Regions from separate parts of the Xenopus laevis genome. Here region 2 is linked to region 1. Evidence: chromatin contacts called from public Hi-C data. All regions are on one chromosome and are shown on one strand. Each heading gives the region's core, a stretch centred on a gene start, on an enhancer-like site or on the middle of the called end of the contact. The rest is flanking DNA. Distances are from core to core; before and after follow the strand shown. Region 1 holds the start of arhgap29.S (Rho GTPase activating protein 29 S homeolog). Region 2 has its middle 42 kb from the start of trnar-ucu.

Evidence for each region. A called contact is a pair of places that touch in the nucleus more often than the background predicts.
Region 2: a contact with region 1 is called in a Hi-C map of the XL177 cell line, with 1.9 times the contacts expected there. The contact joins the enhancer-like site here to the promoter of arhgap29.S in region 1. A contact is called at or near these places in 3 of 4 Hi-C or Micro-C datasets (the XL177 cell line, the XTC cell line and animal cap).

Annotation. Positions count from the first base shown.
Region 1 is chr4S:83,368,056-83,371,795 of Xenopus_laevis_v10.1, forward strand. arhgap29.S (Rho GTPase activating protein 29 S homeolog) reads left to right here and starts at 2,301. Exons shown (of 24, transcript NM_001105265.1): 1 at 2,301-2,437.
Region 2 is chr4S:83,480,190-83,483,962 of Xenopus_laevis_v10.1, forward strand. No RefSeq gene overlaps it. Among protein-coding and RNA genes, the nearest start is that of trnar-ucu, 42 kb to the right of the region's middle. Within about 2 kb of position 2,317, at least 1 of the 7 cell types and tissues checked has an H3K27ac peak or open chromatin away from gene starts, as enhancers often do.

The DNA of each region.
Region 1 (3,740 bases), core at 1,051-3,550:
ACTATTATATGATCCCCTTATATATTTATACATAGGGTTGCCACCTTTGCTGGGGCCAGAAAACGGGCAGGGAGGCACAGGGCCAGAACTAGGGGTAAGCGGAATAGGCACCTGCCTATGGCGCAACAATAGGGGGGCATTGTGCAGGTACCTGTTTTGCCTACCTCTAGTTTGTAGTCGCTTCCCCTCCCAACTTTGTCCCTCCCCTCTGCCACTTCCCCTCCCAACTCTGTCCCTCTCCTCTGCCGCTTCCCCTCCCAACTCTGACCCTCTTCTCTGCCACTTTCCCTGCCCTCCCCTCTGCCGCTTCCCCTCCCAACTCTGTCCCTCCTTTCTGCCGCTTTCCCTCCCCACTCCGGCCCTCCCTTCTACTACTTCTCCTCCCAACTCTGTCCCTCCCCTCTGTTACTGCCCCCCTTAATGACACATTGCGTGTGGGAGCGAGTTTGCAGGCCAGGTTGCCTATGGCGCCCGGTCGGCTTGGCTCGGCCCAGGGGAGGCAGGATGGATGATGACATGTTCGTACTGTCCGGATTTCCTTATTTGGAAATCTGGACAGGAAAGTTTCACCAGGACAGCCCTTTCAAATACCAGGCTGTTTGGGTTAAACTCGGACAGGTGGCAACCCTATTAATACATAGTTATCATATTACCCCTTAAAGGGGTTATTCACCTTTGAGTTAACTTTTAGTATGATGTAGAGAGTGATATTCTGAGACAATTTGCAATTGGTTTTCATTTTTTATTATTTGTGGTTTTTGAGTTATTTAGCTTTTTATTCAGCAGCTCTTCAATTTGCATTTTAAGCAATCTGGTTGCTAGGGTGCAAATACCCCTAGCAACCATGCACTGGTTTGAAGAAGAGACTGGAATATGAATAGGAGAGGACCTTACTAGAAAGATGAGAAATACAAATTAGCAAAAATAATACATTTGTAGCCTTACAGAGCATTTGCTTCTTAGAGGGGTCAGCGACGACCATTTCAAAGTCAAAAGAGTCAGAAGAAAAAGGCAAATACCTTTAAAACTAGAAAAAACAAAATAATGAAAACCAATTGAAAAGTTGCTTAGAATTGGCCGTTCTATAACATACTAAAAGTTAAAGGTGAACCACCCCTTTAGGGTAAGGACACACTGGACGATTTGTCGCCAACGTTTTTAAAAAGCAAATCGCGGCGACATATCGCTCGTTTTGTCTCTGAACAAAACCAAATGAAAGACGCCAGCTCCTGTGCCCACAGCGCGTTTGTGAATCGCCTGTAGCTCCAAAACGCACTGAGACCCTTTTCCGAGCGATTTATCAGAAATAGCATGTACTTAGAAAAGCACTGAAATCTCCTAGACACGCACACACATACAGATAAGTAGCAGCAATTGTATTCAAATTACAATGCGAACGCAATGACGCAAGAACGCAAGCACGTAAAGACGCCAGGTTATAGCGGGAAGCACAAACCGTTTCCGGTTTGGGTGGAGCACGTACCGCACAGAGTAATGGGATACAAATCGCTCTGTGCCAATAGTCGCTGTGAATCGTCTGTTCAAAAAAGACGATCGTCTTGTCGCCGCGATTTACTTTTTTAAAACGTTGGCGACAAATCGTCCAGTGTGTCCTTACCCTTAAGCGCCTCTTCTCCAGCGTGAACAACCCCAACATATACGGAAAGTACTTTTCATTCAGTGCTGGGCCCCCGGCAGTTGTAAAGTCCTCTTACTCTAAATTGACACACCTGCTTGGGATTGGGAAGTACCGGAAGTATATTTTCCAAACAAAGGGTTAGGCTACTGTAATAATGCCAAGAGCTGCTTGCTTTGCTAGCCAATCACTGAAGAGATACCTTTTTGTATCGAATCGCTCAGGTTTACAATTCTATAAGCACGAGTCATTTCCAAATGAAACACTGCTAGATAACCCGATTACCACGCACAGCAGTCACTGCACAACACTTGCACGCCGCAAACATCATGAGACCGTTCCACCTGTTTCTTGTCTCCGCCTCTAATAATTCTGCGTGGGGCAGAGACTGGAATGACTCGCCAGCAGCAACATCTCGCTAGTGTGAATTGGAGTTGTGGAATGTGGGCGGGGCCAGAGCAGCGGAGGTAGAGAAGAGGTAAATGTTCTTTGCATACCAAAGCATCCTGCGCGCCAACTGGGGACTCCTAGGTTTTTAGGCTCGAGTGTGAGAGGAACTGTAGCACTGAGGGGGCGGGCTTAGGCAAACTAGCAGGCGTGGCCTCTAATGGAGTTTGCTTCGGCGTAGAGTGCGGATGAGTTACTGTATTAGTTGGTCAGAGGAGGCGCTGCGCGTGTGTGGCTGGGTACTGATGAGGACTGAGTAGCTTCTGCTAAACCGTTACCGGGACTCTGTGTCACTTCAGAAGGATTGGAATTCGCCGGTGTCCCGTTCAGGGATGCTTTGGTTTCACTGCTCAGGTAATTTGCTACTTACTGGGCTCATATTTGGAGACGTGGTTGCTGTGGGATTTGCTCTGATTACTCTTTACTCGAGGAACTTTACTGACGCCACGGGGTCTTAACTGAGACTCGGCGGTTTCAGAATAAGGAACACACAAACCAGGCTTAAGCGGCGTGATTTCAACTAGGCACTAGTCTTGCATACTCCAAGCTGGAGTCGGACTGAGGAGCGAGTCCGGGTCTGCGGCTACACTGGGACGTGCCACGAGAGTCAAAGTCTGAGGGGTGCTTGGACTCCACTGGGAAGTTTGGTGGGAGGCTGAAATGTGAGGTCTTGGTGGGGGCGTATAGTGATCACGTGTAGTGGTCATGGGAGCACTGTCTGAGTGACCTGTTGAGTAGTGCTGGGAATGTGAAGAGAACTAGTAATCTGTTGAGTAGTGCTGAGATTGTGAAGATAACTAGTAATCTTCTGAGTAGTGCTGGGAATGTGAAGAGAACTAGTAATCTGTTGAGTAGTGCTGGGAATGTGAATATAACTAGTAATCTGCTGAGTAGTGCTGGGAATGTGAAGAGAACTAGTAATCTGCTGAGTAGTGCTGAGATTGTGAAGATAACTAGTAATCTTCTGAGTAGTGCTGAGAATGAGAAGAGAACTAGTAATCTGTTGAGTAGTGCTGAGATTGTGAAGCAAACTAGTAATCTGTTGAGTAGTGCTGGGAATGTGAAGAGAACTAGTAATCTGCTGAGTAGTGCTGAGATTGTGAAGATAACTAGTAATTTTCTGAGTAGTGCTGGGAATGTGAAGAGAACTAGTAATCTGTTGAGTAGTGCTGGGAATGTGAAGAGAACTAGTAATCTGTTGAGTAGTGCTGGGAATGTGAAGAGAACTAGTAATCTGTTGAGTAGTGCTGGGAATGTGAAGAGAACTAGTAATCTGTTGAGTAGTGCTGGGAATGTGAAGAGAACTAGTAATCTGTTGAGTAGTGCTGGGAATGTGAAGAGAACTAGTAATCTGCTGAGTAGTGCTGGGAATGTGAAGAGAACTAGTAATCTCTTGAGTAGTGCTGGGAATATGAATAGAACTAGTAATCTGCTGAGTAGTGCTGAGAATGAACGCATAGAACTAGTTCACTGGTGAGTAATGCTGGGAATGTGGAGCTAACTAGTAAATTAGTGAGTAATGCTGGGAATGTGGAGTGAATTAGTAAACTGGTGAGTAGTGCTGTGAATGAACACACAGAACTAGTAACTTGTCAGTAATGTTGGAAATGAACATGGGAAACTAGTACAGGGCACAAATTAGGGTAGTTCAGCAAGA
Region 2 (3,773 bases), core at 1,067-3,566, 110 kb after region 1:
GCCAGATCTCGATCGGTGAAGCCCGTCGTGGGGCCCCATACACGGGCCAATAAGCTGCCGACACGGTCTGTCGGCAGCTTTTATCGGCCCGTGTATGGCCACCTTATCAGTTAGATGGGGCTCTAATGGGAGATTTGATGGTGAGACTGAAACCCCAATGCCACACAGGTATTTTTCTTAATTGTGCAGGGTCATATAAATGATCAATTACTTAGTTATTATTGAAAATTTATATTAGCGTATACCTTCAGTCTTTTACTACGAGTACCTTGATAATTTTCTGAACTGCTTTCTTTAGCTAAGCAACACTTCCAGTTTTCCAGTATAAAACTGTGGCCTGCAGGTCTGGACTGAGAATTAAAATAGGCCCTGGCATTTCAGGTACACAGAGGACCAATCAGCCCACATAGAGGCCCAAACAGCCCCCACCAGCCCACTAAATACTGACTTTCTATGGGACCTTATAGCAGCCCCTCTGGCATTTGCCAGTCCAGGCCTGGTGGCCTGTGTTTGATCCAGGTGGAAAGTACCTAGACAAGATTTCTACTGCATGTGTGTGAGTTGTTCCAACCTACATACATCCATTTAGTTCAGGGCTGCCATTAGAAATCACGGGGCCCCGTACAACAACATTTTGGGGCCCGCCCACCCTGGCGCCCAAGCCCCGCCCCAGACCCCGCCCACTCCACATCCCAGTTAAAAGACCACACAGACATCAGCAGTGGTGTAACTACCGGGGAAGCAGGGGGTACGATTGAGCCAGGGCCCGCACCCCCTCAGGGCCCCCCCGGCAGCTCGCACCACTCTGTTCTAATGCGGCCGTTTCCGGGCGTACGGAGGGGACGGGCCCAGCTGCACGTCCCGTGCCAGGGCCCGCCACCCTCTAGCTGCGTCTCTGAACATCAGTGCTAAAAAGGTAACCCCCCCACACACAAGTTATAGAAAGCTATTGATGGTCAAGGCCCCCTTATAAGTTTAAAAAAAAAACATTGGTGCCAGGGCCCCCCATAAAAGTTTTTTTTTTAAAAAGCATTGGTGCCAGGGCCCCCTTACAAGTAAAAAATATTGGGGCCCCAAAAAACATTTTTTAAAAAAACATTGGTGGCAGGGGCCTATAGTAATTATTGTTTTTATCATATTCTGCTCATTGGCACTCACTTCCAGAGTTACAGACCCACAGGGCAGAATTTGATCTGTTAACTAAGATGTGGCCACATTGTGGGATGCCACAAACATGTTTCATTATAAGAGCCTTGGTACTATTTCAGGGCATATAATTATTTGTAAAGTACATGTAGAACATTTTTATTTTATTGTTTTTAACAATATTTTTGTGAGAAATATCAGTGTTATAATATTAATACGAATTATTGAAGCACGGTTGTTTTTTTTCATTGTGACTATTGAAACGCTGTATAACAAAATTTTTACTTACCATGTCACTCTGTACTTTATAGCTCAGCAGGTCTATGAAGCTCAGTTATCAAATGCCATAAAATGCTTTACAATATTTACTTTTAAATATGACCATGACACTTTTTGTGACATAAACAGTATTTGCTGACTATATTTAAAATTTCTATTAGGTAAGTGGAAAGATTCAGGTCAGGGGTTACCTTTAAACACGTTGAGATGAACCATTCTGTGTTTTAGTAAACTTTCCAAATAAGCTTCCCCTTTACTTTAGTTAGTCCAGATGCCAAGTATCTAGGATCTAACAGTAGAAGTTGTGGTTAATAATAGGTCCAATACGCAGAACTTTGCTGCAAAACTCAAGTGCTTTATTGTGTCACGACATGTTTCGAGCTGAGCTCTTTCTCAAGTGTTAAAAACAGTCTGTCTCCATTACATTCTTAAAGGGTAAACTCCACCCCTATTTAGTGGTAATTAAGTAACATCTCCCACCCCACACCTTTGTAGTCCAAGACTGAGCAATGCTGGTGTCATTACATTCTTAAAGGGTAAACTCCACCCCTATTTAGTGGTAATTAAGTAACATCTCCCACCCCACACCTTTGTAGTCCAAGACTGAGCAATGCTGGTGTCATTTAAGGTCATCAGTACTTAAATGGCTATTGGACTTTTATACTTACTTATATTAATCTTTGTACTTATCACAATGAACTGTTTGGACTTTTTATCTCTTGGATCCCCAAGGGCTAGGCCCTTAAAATGTACCCCCAGGACATTGGCAATTGGGATTCCCAGTGTTTTATATCACTAGTCTTGGACTACAAAGGCGTGGGAGGGGGAGATGTTACTTAATTACCACTAAATAGGGGTGGAGTTTACTCTTTAAGAATGTAATGGAGACACACTGTTGTTATCACTTGAGAAAGAGCTCAGCTCGAAACATGTCGTGACACAATAAAGCACTTGAGTTTTGCGTATTGGACCTATTATTAACGACAACTTCTACTGTCAGATATTATTGCTTCACTGGATGGAAGCAGTGGTTATACTGTATGTTGATCAAACTGAATCTATCATTACTAGGATGTACTTACTTACAGCAGGCCACTTGTGCAAGATGGAGGACCCACAACCTTCACGCAGCTCATTAACTCTTTATCAGACTCGTTCTGTGGGTATCCTGAGGGAGGCGGAGCCAGAGTTTTCTCTTTCAATTGGTAGGAAGACAATAACTACAAAGTATTCATGGTTGTAAACCCTACTAAAAAAGAAACATATTACCTATATGACAAGACTACCAGTAAGTGTAAACTAAGAATGACTATGTAACAGTTATACTTACTATAGATTTTGTCACAGCGACATTCAAAGGCATGCAATGCACAAATGCAATGCAGAAAGGGTCCTTCATGAAAGAATAGCTTAGATACTTGAAAAATGTCAGTGACTTATACCTAACTGATTTAATAGAAGGATACAGTAAAGCTGGCAACATGTGGGGGGCAATTTTATTGGAGTGTTTCTCCAATAAGATCGTGGGCCACTAGTTCAGATACTACATAATTTCACTGCACATTCAGTACTATTGTTTAAGGACACTGATCTAAATTACTAAATAATCCCTGGCAACTGTACAGGATTTGCTTTTTGTTCAGTCAACTGTGGTGTGATCAATGACCTGTATAAACAGTACCCAGCTTGCAACTTTGGATTTATAATGGCTAGGGAATTCTTGTTGTTGGATTTCATATATAGAACAGTAGAGGTGTATCCTGCATAGGATCAAACTCAGATTCATAATTATGCTTTGGAAATTAGTTTTGTCTATTATTTTGACCAATATATTAAATATTTTTCATGGATCAGGAACTGTTTAATGATGTTGCCTAATAGGTGGAAGAAAGAGGGTGATTTATAATCTCTTTATAATAAAAAGTGAGTAAGGTGCTTATTGTACAGAGGGAATGAAATCTCAAGACTGATTAATTTTTAAATGATCGCCTGTTATATACTGATTTAAATGGACATGGCTGAACGCAGGTTTGTAAAATGTTTTGTAATTAAATTCAGTGGGATGATAGGCCCTATGCTATAGAATATTTACCTCTACTACAATATAGATGCAATGAAATGTATTTTGATTGTGCTATTCTTCTGTTATCTTGGCTATCGTGTGATTTATTTCACAGCACCATTTTGCAATGCCCTGATTCAAAGTATGGTGTCTAACCCTGCAACAAAAATAGCTTGGATTGCAATGAAGCCATTCTAATGGGCAAGGTCCTTTACACCCCTGATTTGCCTGCAGTAAGAGGTCAAAAAGGTCAGGGATCAATGTTCCTTGAAATGAAAGCTCCTTT